6 separate regions of the Mus musculus genome follow, and all the other regions are linked to region 1. Evidence: chromatin contacts called from public HiChIP or PLAC-seq, Micro-C and promoter capture Hi-C data. All regions are on one chromosome and are shown on one strand. Each heading gives the region's core, a stretch centred on a gene start, on an enhancer-like site or on the middle of the called end of the contact. The rest is flanking DNA. Distances are from core to core; before and after follow the strand shown. Region 1 holds the start of Rab15 (RAB15, member RAS oncogene family). Region 2 holds the start of Akap5 (A kinase (PRKA) anchor protein 5). Region 3 holds the start of Zbtb1 (zinc finger and BTB domain containing 1). Region 4 holds the start of Hspa2 (heat shock protein 2). Region 5 has its middle 15 kb from the start of Gm10451. Region 6 holds the start of AI463170 (expressed sequence AI463170).

What was found. Promoter capture Hi-C pulls out the DNA fragments that hold promoters and counts their contacts. Hi-C and Micro-C count contacts between places; a contact is called where the count stands out from the background. HiChIP or PLAC-seq counts read pairs in DNA pulled down with a chosen protein or histone mark. Capture Hi-C pulls out chosen DNA fragments and counts their contacts.
Region 2: a promoter capture Hi-C map of neural stem cells shows a contact between it and region 1. The contact joins the promoter of Akap5 here to the promoter of Rab15 in region 1. A contact is called at or near these places in 4 of 39 promoter capture datasets (cranial neural crest, hematopoietic stem and progenitor cells, neural stem cells and 1 more) and 1 of 115 datasets of contacts at active chromatin or transcription factors (trophoblast stem cells).
Region 3: a contact with region 1 is called in an H3K27ac HiChIP or PLAC-seq map of embryonic stem cells, with 13 read pairs. The contact joins the promoter of Zbtb1 here to the promoter of Rab15 in region 1. A contact is called at or near these places in 7 of 39 promoter capture datasets (the HPC-7 cell line, cranial neural crest, embryonic stem cells and 3 more), 4 of 484 Hi-C or Micro-C datasets (cerebral cortex, cortical neurons and embryonic stem cells), 10 of 115 datasets of contacts at active chromatin or transcription factors (bone marrow-derived macrophages, cardiomyocytes, embryonic forebrain and 4 more) and 1 of 9 other capture datasets (embryonic stem cells).
Region 4: a contact with region 1 is called in a Micro-C map of embryonic stem cells, with 2.3 times the contacts expected there. The contact joins the promoter of Hspa2 here to the promoter of Rab15 in region 1. A contact is called at or near these places in 12 of 39 promoter capture datasets (the 3T3-L1 cell line, the HPC-7 cell line, HPC-7-derived erythroid cells and 7 more), 1 of 15 datasets of contacts at CTCF or cohesin (the NIH/3T3 cell line), 5 of 484 Hi-C or Micro-C datasets (CD4 T cells, embryonic stem cells and regulatory T cells), 9 of 115 datasets of contacts at active chromatin or transcription factors (craniofacial prominence, embryonic stem cells, extraembryonic endoderm stem cells and 3 more) and 1 of 9 other capture datasets (embryonic stem cells).
Region 5: an H3K27ac HiChIP or PLAC-seq map of extraembryonic endoderm stem cells shows a contact between it and region 1, with 4 times the contacts expected there. The contact joins the enhancer-like site here to the promoter of Rab15 in region 1. A contact is called at or near these places in 3 of 39 promoter capture datasets (embryonic stem cells, pre-B cells and stem cell-derived epiblast-like cells), 4 of 115 datasets of contacts at active chromatin or transcription factors (embryonic limb bud, extraembryonic endoderm stem cells, fetal liver and 1 more) and 1 of 9 other capture datasets (liver).
Region 6: a contact with region 1 is called in a promoter capture Hi-C map of adipose tissue. The contact joins the promoter of AI463170 here to the promoter of Rab15 in region 1. A contact is called at or near these places in 3 of 39 promoter capture datasets (the C10 cell line, cranial neural crest and stem cell-derived epiblast-like cells), 2 of 484 Hi-C or Micro-C datasets (embryonic stem cells and nephron progenitors), 2 of 115 datasets of contacts at active chromatin or transcription factors (embryonic stem cells and extraembryonic endoderm stem cells) and 2 of 9 other capture datasets (adipose tissue and pancreatic islet).

Annotation. Positions count from the first base shown.
Region 1 is chr12:76,820,975-76,824,103 of GRCm38.p6, forward strand. It overlaps Rab15 (RAB15, member RAS oncogene family), which reads right to left and starts at 1,550. Exons shown (of 7, transcript NM_134050.5): 1 at 1,220-1,550. The coding sequence starts at 1,343. Gm34988 (a long non-coding RNA gene) reads left to right here. Exons shown (of 2, transcript XR_381699.2): 2 at 1-926.
Region 2 is chr12:76,323,204-76,326,332 of GRCm38.p6, forward strand. It overlaps Akap5 (A kinase (PRKA) anchor protein 5), which reads left to right and starts at 1,688. Exons shown (of 2, transcript NM_001101471.1): 1 at 1,688-1,786.
Region 3 is chr12:76,368,844-76,371,972 of GRCm38.p6, forward strand. Zbtb1 (zinc finger and BTB domain containing 1) reads left to right here and starts at 1,677. Exons shown (of 2, transcript NM_178744.3): 1 at 1,677-1,887. It overlaps Zbtb25 (zinc finger and BTB domain containing 25), which reads right to left and starts at 717. Exons shown (of 3, transcript NM_028356.2): 1 at 597-717.
Region 4 is chr12:76,402,509-76,405,637 of GRCm38.p6, forward strand. It overlaps Hspa2 (heat shock protein 2), which reads left to right and starts at 1,668. Exons shown (of 2, transcript NM_001002012.1): 1 at 1,668-1,781; 2 at 2,021-3,129. The coding sequence starts at 2,026. 4930426I24Rik (RIKEN cDNA 4930426I24 gene) reads right to left here and starts at 1,486. Exons shown (of 4, transcript NR_166810.1): 1 at 649-1,486; 2 at 287-387.
Region 5 is chr12:76,457,729-76,460,857 of GRCm38.p6, forward strand. No RefSeq gene overlaps it. Among named protein-coding and RNA genes, the nearest start is that of Gm10451, 15 kb to the left of the region's middle. Within about 2 kb of position 1,488, at least 122 of the 459 cell types and tissues checked have an H3K27ac peak or open chromatin away from gene starts, as enhancers often do. A contact at or near this core is called in embryonic stem cells and extraembryonic endoderm stem cells, where this site is marked.
Region 6 is chr12:76,546,357-76,549,485 of GRCm38.p6, forward strand. It overlaps AI463170 (expressed sequence AI463170), which reads right to left and starts at 1,569. Exons shown (of 3, transcript NR_046044.1): 1 at 1,346-1,569; 2 at 1,020-1,135; 3 at 616-815. All of the region lies in intron 1 of Plekhg3 (pleckstrin homology domain containing, family G (with RhoGef domain) member 3), which reads left to right.

The DNA.
Region 1 (3,129 bases), core at 300-2,799:
CCTGGGGTCTCTTAGAAGCTGGCCTTAGCGTTCCAGAGAAATATAGACAAGTTTTGTTCTGGCTCTGACTTGAGGAGGGGAAAGCACACAAGGAGACCTTACGAGCGCAATGAGAGGGACCTCCAGCACTCAGTCAGCGTCACATACATGTCAAGGCCATGCCTGCCTCAACTACAAGGCTCTGTTTCTCCAGACTGCAACTACCCTCACCTTCTCTCTTGGCAAGGAGTGTGTGTTGGGGGAGGAGTGTGAAGGGAGAAGAAGAAAGCCTTAAGAGGAAGCTCTCAAGGAGAGCTGGAGTCCTCCCCGAAGGCAGCAGGGCCTTCTAGGAGAGGATTCCTACTGGATGACCAGGTTGTCAGCAGGTTGTTTCTGTCAGGAGCCACGAGAAGGATCCTCCACAGCTGACCAAGTGTGGTACCCTGGTGTCAGATATGGGTGGAATCCCCTCAAGGCAGACGTCCTGGAAGAGAGGACCTTGCCTTGCCCATGAAGGAGAGACCACTGAGTCACTCTCAGAGTGGCCCTCAATGGCCTTGCCAGGGTACCAACCAGGCCTTTGTCCGGGTCTCATGTAGGGCCTGCCTACTTGCTGACCCTCTGCTCTGCATGGACATTTCCGATTTTCCCACCGTCCTTCAAACAGTCTCTGCCCACCCGTATCTTCCTTCTTGCACTGTGGTATCCCTGTCCTCCAGGCGTCCCACCTTGTGACTTTCCCTTCACTACTGAGTCTGCCTCTGTCCACTCCTATCCTGGCTCCACACCGACTCACCCTAAAACTAAGGGTACCTCAGTGACTTACTGCCTGGTCCTCATTTTGATTCCGTTCTCCTCCCTTCATTTGGAGCTGTGGGTATATCACTTCACTGGCTGTGAATCTCGCTGCCCTGTCTCAGGGCACTCTGGCCTACACCCGCCTGTTTTCTCATCTTGGATCTTGGATCGGAAGGCTCCCCTGCCAGAAGGCAGAACTCCCATCTTTAGACCATGACTGTAGGCAGCATATACCCCTCACCTGTAGGAACCCAGTCTCAGGGCCCCAGTGTGTGTGTGGGGGGGGGAGGAACCTCACACCCCTAGGTGTATGCACTCCCTATCCCTGGCCTCCCGCGCCACCGCCTCTACCTTAAGGGGCGCACAATCCCTTCCGGGCTGGGGATAAAGAAGCAACCACCGGGAGGGGAGAATAGGGCGCCCCTGGGCCACCGCCCCTTACCGATGGTGGAGATATGCGAGGAGTGGAACTCGTTGTCGGTGAAGCGGCACAGCAGGCATGTCTTGCCAACCCCGGAGTCCCCGATCAGCAGTAGCCGGAACAGCACATCGTACTGTTTCGCCATGGCAGGGACTCAAGGGGGCCCGAGGGCTGCGGGCGGCTGCGGGCTCAGCCCCGCTCAGCCTCTGCCATCGCGGCTGGAGCCAGCCCCAGGACGCCGCGGTGGCGAGAAGGAAGCGGCCCGGCCCCCGCGCTGGCCTCGCCCGCTCGCTCGCTGGCTCGCTGGCGCGGGGAAGCGCGGCTGCGGCGGGAGCGCGTCGCGGGGAAGCTCGCGCTGGCGGGAGGTGGGAGGGGACAGCTGCGGCTGCCGCCCCTGCCCGGCCCTCCGCCCGTCCCCTGCACCGCCGCTGCAGCGGGAGCGGGGGAGGGGAGCGTCGGGGTCCCCGCGGCCGCCCGGGGCGGGATCCCAGCTCTGCTCTCAAGCCCTGGGGTGCCCGGACCCGGGCAGGGTTCGGAAGGGATACGTCTGCATCTTTCCGCCGACGATCTGAGAGGCGGAGTTGGAATGAGCGCCCACCCAGCCCAGATCCCCAACCTTGACTTCCCGGTCCCATCTCTTCTCCTCGATCAAAGCCTGATCTTGATCACTCCACCCTACCTAGGTTGCCCCTTCAGCGGCCTGGCCCAGCTTATGAGTGGCAGGTCCACCTGGGCTCACCCCTAGTTGGAAGGCCTTCATCAGGGTCTGGATTGGACCGCCCTTCCCTTCACCAACACTCCGGTGTGTTGCGGAATTAACTGTCATTGCCATTTGGCCGCCCCACAACAGTGACTTATGTCATGCCCTCCCACCTCTTAAACCGGGAAAACACCCGCTGACCCATTCATTGTTCAGTTCTTCAGAGTAGACAGATAAATTATCATTAAAAATGAAATCCAAGTTGCAAAATTATTTGGAGGAGGTTCCTGTAAAGTTTTCTTTGGGTCTAGATTGCTAGGGTAGGTTCTCGGATTACCAAATATTTATTTCTGTATACAAATGGTACCCAAGAATGAATTGTCCTCTCTAGAGACCCAGTTTACTGCTGCCAAATGTGTTAGCACCAGAGAGGAAAATCAATCCTCTCTGGGGTTCAGAAAATTGCCTGCTCTTGAGAACTAGTATTAGGGGAGAGCAAGTCTAGTCTACTGGGTCTTTAAAAAGCAACGACTGTGTGAGTGTGTGGGAGTGCATGTGCACGTGTGTGTTCAAGCTAAATATTAGATGGAAAATGAATTTGTCAGTAGGAGAAATGGATCAAGGAAAATGATAAGCCTATTTATTGTCTTGAAATGAACTACATTTCAAGCAATGTGCCTAAATGAAGGGAAACCCCTAAACATGTTTGCTACTTTTATTTAAGGAACAGATCCTAGACTGGCCATTAAGATTCCCAGGTGTGAGACTGCTCAGAGGTTGGGAACAAGGGCTGCTCTTCCAGAGGTTCAGTTCTCAGTACAGTACCCATACAGCAGCTTAACTTGAGTTCTAGGGGTTCCGACATCTGCTTCTAGTCTCTGCAGGTGCCAGGCATGCATGCGATGCACAGATAGGCATGTATAAATGTGATAATTAATATATATGTGTATACACACACACACACACACACACACACAGAGGTGCATTTCTCTGCATTTGGTTTTTGCTGGGTTTCAAAGGCATGATGGGGGCTCTTGGGTGAGACACATGAGTTCTTCCAGGTACCGTGCTCAACAGCTGTGAAATCTTGCCTCTCACTTTCCTCATCAAAATAAGGGTACTTAGGGTAACGATCTTCTTATGGGATTGTAAAAATAAGGTGCTACATAGAAAGTTCTAGGACTTTGTTTAGCATGGTACTTGACTTAATAAATCCTCAGTTATAGAACAC
Region 2 (3,129 bases), core at 438-2,937, 500 kb before region 1:
GCAAATCAAGAACTCTCTTTTTAAAATTATTTTTCTTTTATGTACATTGGTGTTTTGCCTGCATGTGTGAGGGAGTCATATTCCATGGAAAAAAGTCAGAGACAGTTATGAGCTGCCATGTGGGTGCTGGGAGTTGAATCTGGGTCCTCCCGGTCTGTTTTGTGCCTTAAGAGTTTATTCCTTATCAGGTCTGGTTGGAGTAAATCTAGACTAGAGAGTCTGAGGAAGGTAAAATATATTCCTTGAAAAACCATCCCCAAGTGGACATCTGATATTGACCTCTCAAAGGTCATGGTCCACTTAAGAAAGGGGACAGGGTCTTGTTCTTCCGCGTCCCTGGGGCTTTCGAGCTCTGTGCTAGGAGGAGCCCTGGAGGAGGCTGAGGCCTGCTGGAGTACCACATCCATGCTGACAGGTGAGCACAGAACATGGCCCATGTGACATCTCATATCAGAACCGCGGCTGGATTACTGTTTCCTTTAGGACATCCCTTGGGGTCTGCTTACCTTGTTCCTCTCAAGTGGGGACGGAGATGAGGGTGCTCACTATTCCAGCCCCATTTGGAGCAAAGGGTATTTGCCTGGTGTGCACAGAGCCTGAGGTTTGGACATGGTGAAACAAGCCTGTCAGAGTGTGTGTGTGACTTACAGGGTCTCAGCTTGAAAACATCCCAAAGCCACAGGCCCTGAGCTGGGGAGGCCACACCTTTGTGTGCACAGAGCCATATTTGTGCTGGTTCCCACCTGAGCTGACACCTTCCTGTTCCAGAGTGAGGACTGTACCAGTACCAGGTTGAGGTTCTGTTTAGTGAGTTTATTTCTGTTTCTCACCATATATATATAATTTTCTCCATAGCCAGGTGCAGCTTCTGAGGTGGAGGTGGGTGAATCTCAGTGAGTTCAATACCAGGCTGGTTCACAATGAGTTTCAGGTCGGTCGTACAGAGCTACACAAATAAAATGTCTGCCAGTGGATGGTGGCACAGGCCTTTAATCCCAGTACTCTGGAGGCAGAGACAGGTGGATCCCTGTGAGTTTAAGGCCAGCCTGGTCTACAGAGTGAGTCCCAGGACAAGCAAGGCTACACAGACAAACCCTGTCTCGACAAAATAAATAAAATAAAATCCTCCCCCGGCCCCTTATTGTCTCTGTACTGTTATGAATCTTGCTTTTTAATTTTGTTTTTGCAAAAGATCCAGCTAGGGCTGGTTACAGGTGGTTGTGAGCCGCCTAATGTGGGTGTATGGGGATCGATCTTAAACCCCCTGGAAGAGAAATACGTGCTGTTCACCGCTGAGCCATCTTTCCCATCAATCTTTATCTGTAGATATGCTTTCTACCTTGTCTTTAATGTTCCAGGGGGGATTCACGGTGGGAGCCTTATAAATTCAAACAAGGTTTTTACGGATGTGCGTCTCAGGAAATGAGGGGTTTCTACCCTCTTGCAGTCCTCCTGCTTTGCTTTAGTGGTCCCTCCACCCTGGTCCTGATGTCTTTATGCAGCGGTGATGCGTCCGGGGCGGGAGCACGGAGGTCTCTCCCAGGCCGCTGGGCAGTCGGCTGGCAGGTGGCTGGCTGAGTTCACCCCGCCCCCGGCCCTAGCCCCGCCCCACTGCTCCACGCGCATTGGCGCGACCAGCTGTCTCTCTCCGCGCTGGGGAGGGGGCGCGCGGCTGCGGTCCCTCTGCAGAGGGCTGCGCGCTCCGCGGTCTCCGGGGCTCTCCGTTGTTTGGGCCCGTGCTCCTCGACCTCGGGAGCAGAGCTGGCCAGAGACCGCGACGATCTGGGTAAGTAGAGGCAAGACTAGAGGCTCTGGGTCAGAATCTGGTGCACTGAGCCCTGGTAACGGCGGCAGACCCCGGGTCCTGGTCACCAGATTGTGAGGGACACGACTGCAAGGTCGCCGATCCTCAGACGGCTCCAGGTGGGTGACCCTGGGCTGTTCTGCCGCCCGCTCGCTTCGCACGAGTTGCAGCTGCTGCTTTGGCACCGGCTGCCTACCTAACCCTTTTCCTTTAGGGGTTTTCTGGGGAACTGTGATTTTCGGCTCCGGGCTATGATAGTTCTGCAGATAGCTTGAAGCTGGGCTATCTATTCCACGCCCCCGGTATTTTCCTTTCTGAGCACTTTATCCTGAGCTCTGTCTCCTGCCATAGGGGCGTCAAGCTTGGAGAATCCTTCCTCCAGGAGGAAGCTTCGCGGTTCGTGTCTAGTGCTGGGAAGGGTTCCTTGCTCTGTTCAGATAGTGGTTGCTCTCTGTTGCTCAAGGGGAGAAGGGTGGTGGTTGTTTTCTGTGGTCTTGGACAGGAGATTCTGCCAGGAAAGGACAGCAGGGACTTTAAGGTTTCCAAGACAATAATGGTCCTCTCGAAGGTAAAGGTGAATCATTTGCAGTCTTAACACTCTGCAAAGTTTTAATGCCTGCAGGCTGCATCCTTTCCCTGCCTCGCCTACACTTGTTGGGGTGTTGATCTCTACAGTGATGTACATTAAAAGAAACCTCTCGTGCAACCATCTAGGCCATTTAGGTTAGTTTCAGAGACTTTCCGGAATATAATCTCATTTGAATATTTCTTCTATTAATACACACACTTAGAAGGAATGATCTCTAGAGCGCTGGAGGCTCAGGGAAAGAAGACGTGGAAGCCATTAAGACTGGGTTCTAGTTCTAGTGCTAGGGTGTGTGAGGAGAGACTGCAAATGTTATACTGGTCCCATCATTCTAGAATTTTATGTTTCTTTGTAGAAAGATGAAGCTTTCAATACTTACCCTTAAAAAAACAAAAGAAAAGCCTTAGCTCTTAAAACGGTTTTTCAGGGTTCCAGTTCTACAGAGAATTGGGAACTGGTACCCAAGTGAAAGCTCTGTGAAGAATATGCATGAAAGGCTCCCCTGCGCCTAACTCAGGGCTCAGCACCTAAAATGCACGGAGCTGTTGTTAGCTAGTCATTCCAGGTCCTCATTCCTTAAGCCTTGCCATTCTGTGGACTATTACTTTTTTTGGTGGCACTGGGGCTCAAACCCAGAATCTTGTGGCACGTTAGGCCAATGTTCTGTCACTAAGCTATGTGTCAGTTTAGTTTTACATGTTTTTCTGAGACAGGGTCTCACGTAGCTGGTGCTGTCTTC
Region 3 (3,129 bases), core at 427-2,926, 450 kb before region 1:
CCTAAGCAACTGATAACGGCTTGATTCCTCCAAATGAGTGCTAGGGAGACGATGATATAAGATGGGGGCCAGAATTCAAAATGAAAAACCACTGGGCTAAGAGAAAAATTAATTATTAGGGTAGGGGGCTACTTGCCCTAGATGCTAGGTACTCACAAACTGGATGGGGGAGGGGAGAGTGAGGGCTGCGCAGCCCGATCTGGACACCCGCCCACTTGCTAGAGCCTGGAGGCCTGACGCGGCCGCCCAGGACCCGGCTGACACAGACGGATTGAGGCTTCTGCGCCCGCTCGGAGCCCGGCCCGCAGCGGGAATGGGCTCTAAGGCTGTGCGGCAATCGCGCGCGCCATCCCGCCCGCGTTAGGCCCCGGCGGCCCACGGCCAGGGGCGGCTCCGCGCGCCCAGCACTCGCTCGCCGTTGCTAATGTCCTCCTTGGGCCCTGACTGACATCTCCAACGGACCAAAAACAGCACCCCTCTCCCCGGCTACTTGCATCTGTCCCGCGACGGGTGCAGCTGCAGCCGCCGCCCGGGCGGCTCGCGGCGGGAGGGACTGAGCCCGGAGCAGCCCACAGGGGCAGGGCCGCGTTGCTTACCCAGACTCCGCCGCGGCGGCGGACTGGCGGGCGGGCTTCTCTGTGCGGGAGGGGCGGGCTCCCGCGCGGCGCACACCACGCGGCTGCGCCCGCTCACGCACCCGGCGGGCTGCTCTCGCGCGGCTTCCCGCGCCCGGCCCACGTGACCGGACTGCCGGGAAGCGAGCGGCACCCCGGCTAGTGTGCGTGCCTGCCTGCGTGCGTGCGTGCGTGCGCGCGCGCCTGCCTGCCCGCCCGAGTGGCCAAGGCGGGGGTCGGCCCCGCGCTCCGGGCGCGCCTCTGCCACGGTCCCCAGTCGTGACTGGAGGCGGAAGTGTGGGGACAAGTTCGAGCGTCACTGGCTCCCCACACGTCTTGGCGTGACCTGGGAACTTTCCCCGGCGTGTGCAAAAAAAAAAAAAAAAAAAAAACCCAAAAAACAAAAAAAAACCACGGGTGCCCCCTCGGCCCTGGGTGGGGACGGGCAAGGATGCACCGGCGTCTGGCGCGGGAGGGGGACGAGGGCGCGGGGCAGGCAGCCACATGCGGCGGGAGCCAGGGAGGGAGGCGGGCCGGGCGGGGCATGGCGGGGGAAGTGACTCAGGCCCGAGGCTGGCGGGCCCACGCGAAGAGGAGTCGGGGGGCACGGAGGACCCCGAGCGGACAGGCTTTAGGCTGGACGGGACGAGAGTGTCACCCCCCCCTCCAGGCGTCCAGGGTGGAGCGCGGGGGCGGGTCCAACTGCGGGGCCCTGCGGGACAGGGGTCTGACATCTGGGTAGAGGGCGATCGGCATCCAGCCCTGGGGGAGTCGGGAGGATCCCAGTGGCGTCCAGCTGTGCAAACAGGAGGAGGGCCAAGCCGACTCCGGGGAGAGGGGCGACAGTGCTGCTCCAGCCGCCGCCGCCCGGGCGCCCGCGCTGCGGGCAGTGCCAGCCTCCCCGGCCCGACGCAGAAACTTGTTGCAACCAACAGGCGACCGCGGGTGCCCCTAGCCGCCAGCGGCGGAGTGGGTGGGCGGGCGAGAGGGAGGGGAAGGCTGGCGGACGCCGCCGCGAACTGGTGGGCAGACCCGGAGTCGCCGCGTAAGCGGGGCCGGCTCAGTGCGGTGCGGCAGGCGCGGCTGTGCGGCAGCGGAAGTCCTTTGTTGCAGCGCAGTCCCTGGCAGAGCCCGGAGTGTCTCGGCGCAGCCCAGCCGAGCGCCGCGCGCCGTCAACTGCAGCCCGCAGCCCCTCGCCTCCGCCCGCCTTCCCAGCGGCTCCGCTGCCCTCAACTCCATAAAACCTCCGCAGCCGCGCGTCCCACCGCGCCCGGTGAGTAGCTGCCAGTCGTCGGGGCCATTTGCGCAACTTTGGCCGAAGCTGGGCCACGGGCCTGGCGGAGTGCGTGGCCGAGGCGGCGCCGACCGGTGCGGGGAGCCGGAGCGTGGAAAGCGCGCGGCGAGGAGCCGGTGGCGGGGGTCTGCCGAGCGGCTTCGCTCGGGGCCGGCCGTCAGTCCGGTGCGCGCGGCCTCTCCGGGTTCCGGACGAATCCCCTCTCCAGACGACTTCCCAAATTACTTCTTTTCCCTTTATTTTATTTTGTGCTGGGGGGGTGGGGGGAGGGGAGGTGGAGGCGGGAGGCCGCGCTTGATTGACGGGCCCAGAGCGCGCTTCGCTAACTTCCAGCTGCGGCTGGGCGGCCGGTGGGAGGGGAGCGTCCCGGAGCCGGAGGCCGCAGACTTGGGCGCGCTCCGAGGGAGGAGGCGGCTGGGCCGCGCGGATTCCTGCTTCGCTCTTTCCCACCCCCGCTCCTCAGCACACACGCTTTTTGTTCGGGTCCAAAGTGGTAGGTCTCGGGGGTTTGGGGGGTTTTCTGTGTACGAGATCCTCCCCCCCGCCCCCCGAGTCCCGAGAAGAAAGTGCTTTTTGCCTCCAGTGGTGGGCGCTTACAAGTAGAAGTTCTGGTGGAGGCGGTGAGCTAGTTGGGTGGCGATCTGGAGTCCTTGCTGCTGAAGCGTGCAGGCGTGGATCTGGGCTCAGCCGCCGCTCCCAGGCTCCCTTTCCACCTTAGCCACTCGTCCACGTGATCTGAGGGCTTGACAAGACATTTTCCAACTCGGACGGGTCTAGAACAGGTTAATGAAAGTCCTTGTTTTCTGGGGATAGGGTTTTGTATGTGTGTGATCATGTTCCCAAATCGAATGTCGCTGTGACGGTACATGTAGATTCTCCACTGGTCAGACTGTATTTCCGTACAGTATGAATCGCTGCGGCAACATTTTCCCCTTTGACACTGGAATCCACAAAGCGTTCCAAGCATTTCCCCCCGACCCCCACCCCGTTTTGAGACAAGGTCTGGCTAGGTAGCCCAGGATCGCTTGGATATAATTCTCCTGCCTCAGGAAATCCTAAATTTTGGGGTGATAGGCTTGTTCTGAGGCTTTCCAAGACCACTTAGAATTTCTTGAGCCGAAGTTTGAGGCACCCTGAAGTCGACTGGGGAAATCGATGTAGTTCTTATGACTGTTTTAAAGCAACCATGTTTTTTAAAAGGTATAAAATAGGTTCTCTGGA
Region 4 (3,129 bases), core at 418-2,917, 420 kb before region 1:
GTAAATTACATATAGGAATAGAAAGAATCTTTAAAACTTTCCCGATTAAGTTTTGTAGAACTCTGAGCTGGAGAGATGGCTCCGAGGGTAAGCACACTTACTGCTTCACCAAAGGACCTGGGTTCAGTTCCCAGCATCTGTGTCAGGTGGCTCAGGACCAAATGTCACTCTAGCTCTAGGGTCTCTAATTCTGGCCTCTGCACCACATTGCATACACACACACAGATAATTTTTTTTTTAATCAAAAGCTCTTTTAAAGTTTTTTATTGAATTCTGTCAACATTACCTTTTAGACAACGAAAACTTTCATGTTTCTCATACTGTCTTCTCCATCACTGTCTCACACGACTTACTGGCCAGTTTCAGAGGGGTGCTTCTTTCCTGGAGCTTCGAAGACAAAAACAAACAAACTAACAAACACCCCAAAGCACAAAAAGTTGCTTAACATATCCAGATTCTAATCTTCAATTCTGAACTCTTCTGCCCTCCTCGTCGCCCACATTCCACCACCTCAACCTCGATAAAGAATGCTTTTCTTACTCTCCTTTGCAGGAGTTAGGCATGTCACCTCCTCAGGGATGCTTTGATGTTTTCCCCTCAGGCTCTGTGTGCCCCTCCCTGCCCTCTGTTGTCACCGGACTGGCTTACCCCCTTATCACACGACTTAGGCCCGTTTCCCTTGTTCTTTTCATCTCATATTGGGCACCTGTCAAAGTTTTACAGCGACGACTGTCCTCAGCTTCCCATCCGTAAGGCGAGGCGGTCGTTCTACATTACAGGTCTCCGTTTTCCTGTAGGGAGTCCTTTTACAGGAGCCAGCTTCTGCCCACCCCCTTGTTCCAGAGAATACTTTCCAAAATTATTCTCAGATTCCGGCTAAACAAGTGCCAAAGACTCTTTTTCATCTACTTCCTCTCACAAGTCTGTGCTGCCAACCTATTCTTCTCATTCAACCGAACTCCGCGCAAAAGGACTAATTCCTTAACAAGATCACGCGTGCGGGGACGGGAGTCAGAGGGGTGACACTGGCTTATTACGCAGTGCCACCAAGAAGTCAAAACCGCCCATTAGGGCGCCTGAAAGAAAATAAACTAGGAAAGCCGAGGGAGAAAGTTGGGCGGAGGCGGCTCGCGAGCCGTAGCCGCTCGCGCTGCGCGGGAAGCCACCCGCCTCCCGGGTAAGCACCCCGCATCCTTCCCCGGTCGCGCACTTTCTGAGACGCGCTGGGAAGGGGGAGGGGTACTGACTCGTACCCGCCCAACTTCGCAGTCCCCGCCCTGGAACCGCCCCTCACCCAGCCCCAGTCCCCGCTACAGGAACAGCAGGGGCAGGGAAGGCGAGAACCGATCCCAGCCGTTCTGTATTCGATGCAACCGCCCTAGAAGGAATTCGGGCCCCGGGAGCCGAGTCAGTGGCGGCACCCGACACCGAACGGTACAGAAACCCTTTCGGAGGCCAGCGCCCCTTCCGTGCTGCCTCCGCGCGCCCCGCCCCGCGCCTCCCTGCCACACGCTTCGGATTCTGCGCTGCTCATTGGGCATCTGCCCCGCCAATCTGAAAGATGTTAGCGAATCACGCTTTAGAAAAGGCAAAGAGAACGGGAAAGGGGGCTTTCACACTGGCTCCCCTGGCGCGAGCTTAACGCCCCCAAAGCGGCTGGAGGCACTGGGCGGGGCTTCATTTGCATAACGGCCGCCCCTTGGTCTCCCTGCCCAAGGCTGGCGTCAAGCGCCTCACCCAACTAGATATCAGTTGGACCACCGGCTGGTCACTCCGACCAGGCAAGCCTGTGGGAGCGCCGGACGGGTTGGAGCGGGCGGGCCCGGGGACCGATTGGCTCTGAGAGTTTCCAGCAGGCAGGGAGGAGGGGACTATAAGAACCAGAAGCCCCGTAGAGGTCTCCGGGAGACGCTAGTCGCGCTCGTGGAGAGTTGTGAGAAGCGACCGTTGGCTCAGGTCCCGGCTTGCGCTTGCCTCTCCTGACGCTTTCGTCCTAACGTTGCTTTGCCTGTTTTTTCAGTCAGGATGTCTGCCCGCGGCCCGGCTATCGGCATCGACCTGGGCACCACTTACTCGTGCGTGGGGGTATTCCAACATGGCAAGGTGGAGATCATCGCCAACGACCAGGGTAACCGCACCACCCCCAGCTACGTGGCCTTCACTGACACCGAGCGTCTCATCGGCGACGCCGCCAAGAACCAAGTGGCCATGAACCCCACAAACACCATCTTCGACGCCAAGCGGCTGATCGGACGGAAGTTCGAGGACGCCACAGTGCAGTCCGATATGAAGCACTGGCCGTTCCGAGTGGTGAGCGAAGGTGGGAAGCCCAAAGTGCAGGTGGAATATAAAGGGGAGATGAAGACCTTCTTCCCTGAGGAGATTTCTTCCATGGTCCTCACTAAGATGAAGGAGATCGCCGAAGCCTACCTGGGGGGCAAGGTGCAGAGCGCAGTCATCACTGTTCCTGCCTATTTCAACGACTCGCAGCGCCAGGCCACCAAGGATGCGGGCACCATCACCGGCCTCAACGTGTTGCGCATCATCAATGAGCCCACAGCAGCGGCCATCGCCTACGGCCTGGATAAGAAGGGCTGTGCGGGCGGCGAGAAGAACGTGCTCATCTTTGACCTGGGCGGGGGCACCTTCGATGTGTCCATCCTGACCATCGAGGATGGCATCTTTGAGGTGAAGTCCACGGCCGGCGATACCCACCTGGGTGGCGAAGACTTCGACAACCGTATGGTCAGCCACCTGGCGGAGGAGTTCAAGCGCAAACACAAGAAGGACATTGGGCCCAACAAGCGCGCTGTGCGCCGGCTGCGCACCGCCTGCGAGCGCGCTAAGCGCACCCTGAGCTCGTCCACGCAGGCCAGCATAGAGATCGACTCGCTCTACGAGGGCGTGGATTTCTACACGTCCATCACCCGCGCCCGCTTCGAGGAGCTCAACGCCGATCTCTTCCGAGGGACCCTGGAGCCGGTGGAAAAGGCGCTGCGCGATGCCAAGCTAGACAAGGGCCAGATCCAGGAGATAGTGCTGGTGGGCGGCTCAACCCGCATCCCTAAGATCCAGAAGCTCCTGCAAGATTTCTTCAACGGCAAGGAGCTGAACAAGAGCATTAATCCC
Region 5 (3,129 bases), core at 238-2,737, 360 kb before region 1:
TATGACTGGCTTTGAGCTTTGGGGACCTGCCTTCTGGCTTCTAACGCGCCTACTCAGGGACAGGGAGCTGAGCACATTTGGCCTTGCTGCTTTGTGTAGCACTGCCACCCAGCACAGGATGTGGCCATGGGAAACCAAACCTGCCCTGCCCACAACATGCAATTATAGCTTTAATATTTGGATGGTCCAATCCAATGTCAGGTCTCTTGTTGTAGAGGCCAGGACATAATCCCAAGTCTCTTCTTGTTCCAAAACAAACCCAGAAGCCTTTATTCTTGAGACTAACTTCCTCTGATGAGGTTTCCCTGGTTCTGTGGAGGCCTCTGTCTGCTCACCTCAGCCTCTAATTACAGCTCTCGCCTGCCTCATCTGTTTCGTTGCTTGAGCTGGGGATGGATGTGAGGCTGGGTGTTCTGTTCTTGCTTTGGAGCCTAGGCCTAGAAAAGTACGGCCTTCCCTGTAATTTCTATATTCCTCCGAGTCAGCCTCAGCCTTACTGAAAGAGCACATCTGCAAAGACCAAAGCGAGCATGGACCCCTCCCCCATGTGCAAGCTCCACCCTGCCTTATCAGGAAAATGAATCTGATGATCCCTTCAATGTCCATCAGCTGGCAAGCAAGCAAAGGCCTATTGCCCGCTGATGAAGGTGCCCAGAGGCCATGAGAGTTCACAGGATAGAGGTTGCTCTCTGCTCCCAGGGAGACCCCTGGACTCCACTTGTAATATAGTCAGCCCAGACCCATTTGGCCTGTGCAGAACAGGACAGCACTCATCCCAGGAGGGAGACTGTGGTAAATTAAATTTGCCACATACTCAGTGACACAGGGTCATCACTGATGCAGACTGAGGGGCCGAGGGGAAAAGAATGAAGGGAGCTGTTGAGCCATCCACCTTTTAACTGCCCATCACTGTCTCATTGTTTCTCAGGTTAGCCACGCTGATGGGGCAGTTTCTCAATTGAGATGATTCCCTCTTTTTTTTTTTTTTTTTTTTTTTTCCTGGTTTTTTGAGACAGGGTTTCTCTGTGTAGTCCTGGCTGTCCTGGAACTCACTCTGTAGACCAGGCTGGCCTCGAACTCAGAAATCCGCCTGCCTCTGCCTCCCAAATGCTGAGATTAAAGGTGTACGCCACCACGCCCGAGATTCCCTCCTTCTTGATGTCTCAGAAAGGTAGGGGCAGGCTGAGCACTTCTGACACTCCTCCAGAGTTCTTCCAGATGTTCCCCTTCAGCTCATTTAACTAAAGAAAGCAATCCCATTAGGCCTTAGCTCTTCAAAAGCAGTTCTAGATTCCACAGGTCAAGAGGCCCTGAAATCTCATCACTTCCCACAAGTGACCCCAGGCATGTGCAAACAGGCACTGAAGGAAGACTAGCTGAGTGCAGAGGTTAGGGTGGGGTGGGCGGAGGGCTGAGACAAACCACTGAGTGCCCAAGGCCAGTCAGCATGGAAGGTTCGTGGTAGGAAGGAGCACAGAAACAAGGGCTGATTAGCAGAGCTGGTGTGAGGTCAGACAAAGAGGTCTCTGTTTGTCTGAGGGGGTAGCAGCTGGACGGAGTGAGTCAAGGCTGTGAGTCACAGTCCTGGTTCCCAGAGCTGTAACAAATACCTGAGATAACACAAAAGAGGGTGGGAGAAGGGATGGGGAGGGAGCGGCACAGGGGTGGAGATTATCAGATGTAGGGAGAGCAGGGGAAAGAGAAGGGAAAGTGGGGGGTGGGCAATCTCTAGGACACCACAGAGACCTGGGGTGGGTGGAAGCCCCAGGGAATATATGGGGGTGACTCTAGCTGACACTCCTAGCAGTGGGGTATATGGATCCAGAAGTGATCACTTCCTCTAGCCAGGCAGGACTCCCAGTGGAGGGATGAGGACAGTAATTCACCCACCAAATCTTCTATTCAAAATGTATCCAGCCTACAAGATGTACAGGGACAAATCACAGAGATGGAGGATATGGCCAACCCATGACTGCCCCAAATTGAGACCCATCCCATGGGCAAGAACTGACACTATTAATGATACTCTGTTATGCTTGCAGACAGGAACCTAGCCTAACTGTCCTTTGAGAGGATTCACCCAGCAGCCAATAGAAAGAGATGCAGAGACTCACAGTGTGGGAAGCCACATGTGCCGTTGCTGAGTGGCACTGACTACTGCTGGCCACCACGCATAAGATTGGACAAACAACCAATGTGTACATATGCAGTAAAGTTTTTTGCAAAGACACTGCCTGGCCCAGGCATGATAATGAGGTTCTGTAAGGTACTGAGAGTATAACCAATCAGATGTGAGACATGCAAATGAGGTATGATAATGAGGTTCTGTAAGGTACTGAGAGTATAACCAATCAGATGTGAGACATGCAAATGCGGTATGATAATGAGGTTCTGTAAGGTACTGAGAGAGAGTAGCCAATCAGATGAGGAACATGCAAATGAGGCTTAATGCATAACCAATCCGGGTGTGAGACACGCCCCTCCTAGGCCTATAAAAGTAGCACTAGTTCTGGGCTCGAAGTCTTTTCGCCTCTACAATCAAGCTCTCCCAATAAACGTGTGCAGAAGGATCCTGTTGCAGCGTCGTTCTTCCTGGCCAGTCGAGCGCGCGCAAGATCACAGTCAAATATTAGATGGAGCTTGGGGACCCGAAGAGGACAGGGACTCCACAGAAAGGCCAACCAAGTCAACTAACCTGGATGTGTGTGGGTTCCCAGAGCCTGAATCACCAACCAAAGAGCAAGCGCGGGCTGGACCAAGTCTCCTGTGTATACACTGCATGTGAGCAGCTTGGTCTTCATGCTGGTACCCCAACAACTGGAGCAGGGGCTGTTCCTGATCCTGTTGACTGCCTGTTGATCCCATTCCTCAAAATGGTTCAACTTGTCTGGCCTCAGCAGGAGAAGATGCCAATCACAGAAAAAACAGTGTGCTGTGATTTCACTTATATGACCCATCTCATAGCTCACAAAATCTCAGAAACAGAGAGGAGATATGAGGTTACTGGAGGCAGAAGTCAGAAAACAATGGAGAGTTATTACTAAGCTTTTTGTTTGTTTGGTTGGTTGGTTGGTTGGTTGGTTTGGTTTTTTCGAGTCAGGGTTTCTCTGTGTAGCCCTGGCTGTCCTG
Region 6 (3,129 bases), core at 319-2,818, 270 kb before region 1:
GGGAGGCGAGCTGTTGCTTGTGAATGGCTTGCTCAGGAATCCTGGATTCCAGCAAACCCTGCCTTCCACCTCGCTAGCCACATGGCCTCCAGTCGGAGTCGGGGGTGGGGGTGGGGGGTGTTGTGAAATTACATAGCGAATGTGTCACCTCGGTGCCTGGGTCACCCTCGTAAAATGTGGCCTGCGATTTTCGTTTGCTATCTGGGAACAGCTTGTGCCTCAGTGTTCCTGACCAGAAAAGCAGGGATAATTCTGCTGTCCACCTGTGTCCCACCTTCCAACTTGCAGCCTCGAGGACCGAAGGGTTAATAGCCTCAGGCTTCGAGGGCCTGAGTGGGGGAGGTGCCCCACAAATGGAGTATTGTTGTGTTGTTGACTGATCTGGCTTTGTTTGAGTCTTCAGTGTTTGACTTCCTGCACTTAGTACCCCATGTGCTTAATCTCTGGAGAGATTTGTGGTCTTCTTCTGCAAGGTGCTTACCTCCTGGGGCTGGGGCCTGGGTCCTCCCCCATCCGGAGCCTTCTAAGTTTTGCGGGGAAGGTACATTTTCATGGCTAAGGCCCCCCAGCAATCAGGAATGAGAGAAATGCAGCAAGTGTGACCCACACGCGGAACTGGTTCTGAATAGGACCGTTTATTGAAGAGGTTTCAGCAGGAGGCAGCGGGCGCTTTAATTCCCGAGGTTGTTGGTGGCAGTTCGTTGCTTGCCCAGCCCGAGCCTGTTAACTGCTGGGCTGCCGAACTCCGGAGAGAATGCCGCTCCCCAGTCCCTGGCCACCTTCCCGGGACTGCTCTCTGTGTTGGGATGGGAGCCCTTTTGAGGAAAGCGGTAGGTAGCCTCTGAGACCCGGCCAAGGGTGGCTGAGTGGGGTGCAGCTGGGACTCTGAACCTCGCCTGGCAACCTCTGGGGAACATGAGCAGCCACAGGCTTGTGGCCCAGGGCTTTTGAGGCTCCCCTGGAGGTTCAGAAATGGAGGACCACACCGGGTTCAGTGTAGAAAAGTGACTTCTATTTACCTTGCCTGGGTGCTTCCAGTAGGTTTGGCCATGTGACTCGCAGACAGCTCTGTGGCTTTTGGAGTGCTTTGCTTGGGGACTTCAGAGGTCTTCTCTCAACATTCACGGATGGGTGGCTAGAGAAGGTCCTGTGTGATCACACTGTCCCCATACACGCATACATACACACATGCATAATGGGAAAACAGTGTCTTTTTCCCAGAATCCACAGGGGGTGGTGATGTTGATTGTTCTAGATGAAATCAAGCGGCACCATTGGTAGGGGAGGTAACAAGTGGGTCCTGGATACCCTAATGGGTGTCAGGCCGGGTGGAGCCAGCACCTACCATCTGTGTAGCTCTAGGAGGCAGGTGCAGGGAGCCGGGGGCAGATCCTTGCTCAGACTTCACTACTTCTTTCTCTTGTGTGTCAAGGCCTCCCTCTTCATGGAGTGGACTGCCACCGGAGCTGCCGTGCCCTGTGTACTCTGTAGCCTCTGGGGTTTGGTAACAGGTGAGGGAACTGTCGAAATTCTGGTCTTTGTGTGCTCCTCGCTGAGGGAGAAGTTTCCTCTCTCTCTGCTGGAAACTGGTTGGATGAGTTTCCTTTAGGCCTGTCTGGCTGAGGCCTCTTAGCCAGGGTGTGAGGGACTGGGGGATGGGAGCAGGTGTTGTGGGTGGAGTGGCTTTCAGAGCTGCGGCAGGCACCGCAGGGTGAGGCGCTGGATTTGACGATCTGCCTGTCTGTGAGGATTTACACTTGTGTGCAAATCCCTAAGGTCTGCCTTGGAAAAGCCACTCCCCTAGCCTCTGGGCTAGGATCGTATGGTCCTGGTGGAGGCCCGGGCAGAAGTAGGGGTGGATTGTGGAGAAGCCACGGAGGAGGAAGTTGGTGTTTTAACTACATCAGTCCAGGAGAGAGCGTGTCTTGTACGGTTGTTTCTGTACCTGGAGGCTCATGCTTAGAATTAGGAAGGAGCCAAGACTGAGGGAGATACCGTGCTGGCAGCCTCACCCCCCACTTCTGACAAGTGTGGGAAAGAAAGGTAAAAGATGGGGTGGGGGGTATCCCTTTGATGTTAAGATTCATATGGACCCTTCCTCCGCCCAGATGAGAGCTATAAGCCCCTATTCCTAGAGGGAGATTCCCCTCCAGCTAAGACTGGAACCTCAGTGGTCCCTGTTGGATAATAGCCTCAGGTAAGGAGGAATTGCATTAAGCTGTTTGGGTGATGGCTCTTACAGTCCCTTTCAACCCTACCTCTACCCCATTCTAGAAAGGTCACATACAGCCCAAACTGGACACACACTCCCTGTGTAGCTAAGAATAGCTTTGAACCTCCAGTCTTTTGTTTCCACCTCTGGTTTTTATGTAGTACTAGCTATCAAACTCAATCTTTCCTTCAGGCAAGCACTTTAGCAACTGGACAACATCCCAGCTCTTCCTGCCTTCCTGAAACACCTAATTTACACATTGCTTCGAGTCACCTTGATTTTTGGGTCACGCATCTTCCCTCTGTGCGTGAGTCGGGGTAGATCTTAACTCCTTTCTGTGGAGTGATCTCTGGGGTACTCCCCCCAAGCCCCCACCTCACTCCCTACCTCACTCCCTAGATATCAGCTGTGGAATGTCTGCAGGTCCTGGGTCTCTACCTTCCTTTCAAACACATCTTGGCCCCGTGGGCACCTGAGCTGCAGTCTGAGTCTCAAGTGGTGCCTTTTGAGGGCATATTCTCCCATCTCATCACCTGGGGCCTGTTTCCACCTGTCTCTGTTGCTTGATCCTCCAGATCTGCCCTGGTTGTCCTTTCTCACAAAGCAAGTCAGGTGCTCCCAGGCCCTGCTTCCCAGGCCTTGCTGCTCCAGCTGTCCTGGATGCTCTCCCTTTAAAGGGAATCCAGCTTTGCTGACCCCCTTTGGATCTCTTCTTTGCCTGGCTTTCTCCTCATTTGTGACTCAGTCAAAATATCACCTCCTTTTACAAAGCTTGCAGGTCCCGGGCATACTTGCTCTTCTGTTAGTCTCTTTTGTTAATTCATTATTGACTTAAGTGCTGTACTCAGGGCATTGTTAAATAGATAATCTGCCTACTAGCCCTTTTCCTTCTAGAGTTCAAGTTCCTCAAAGACAGA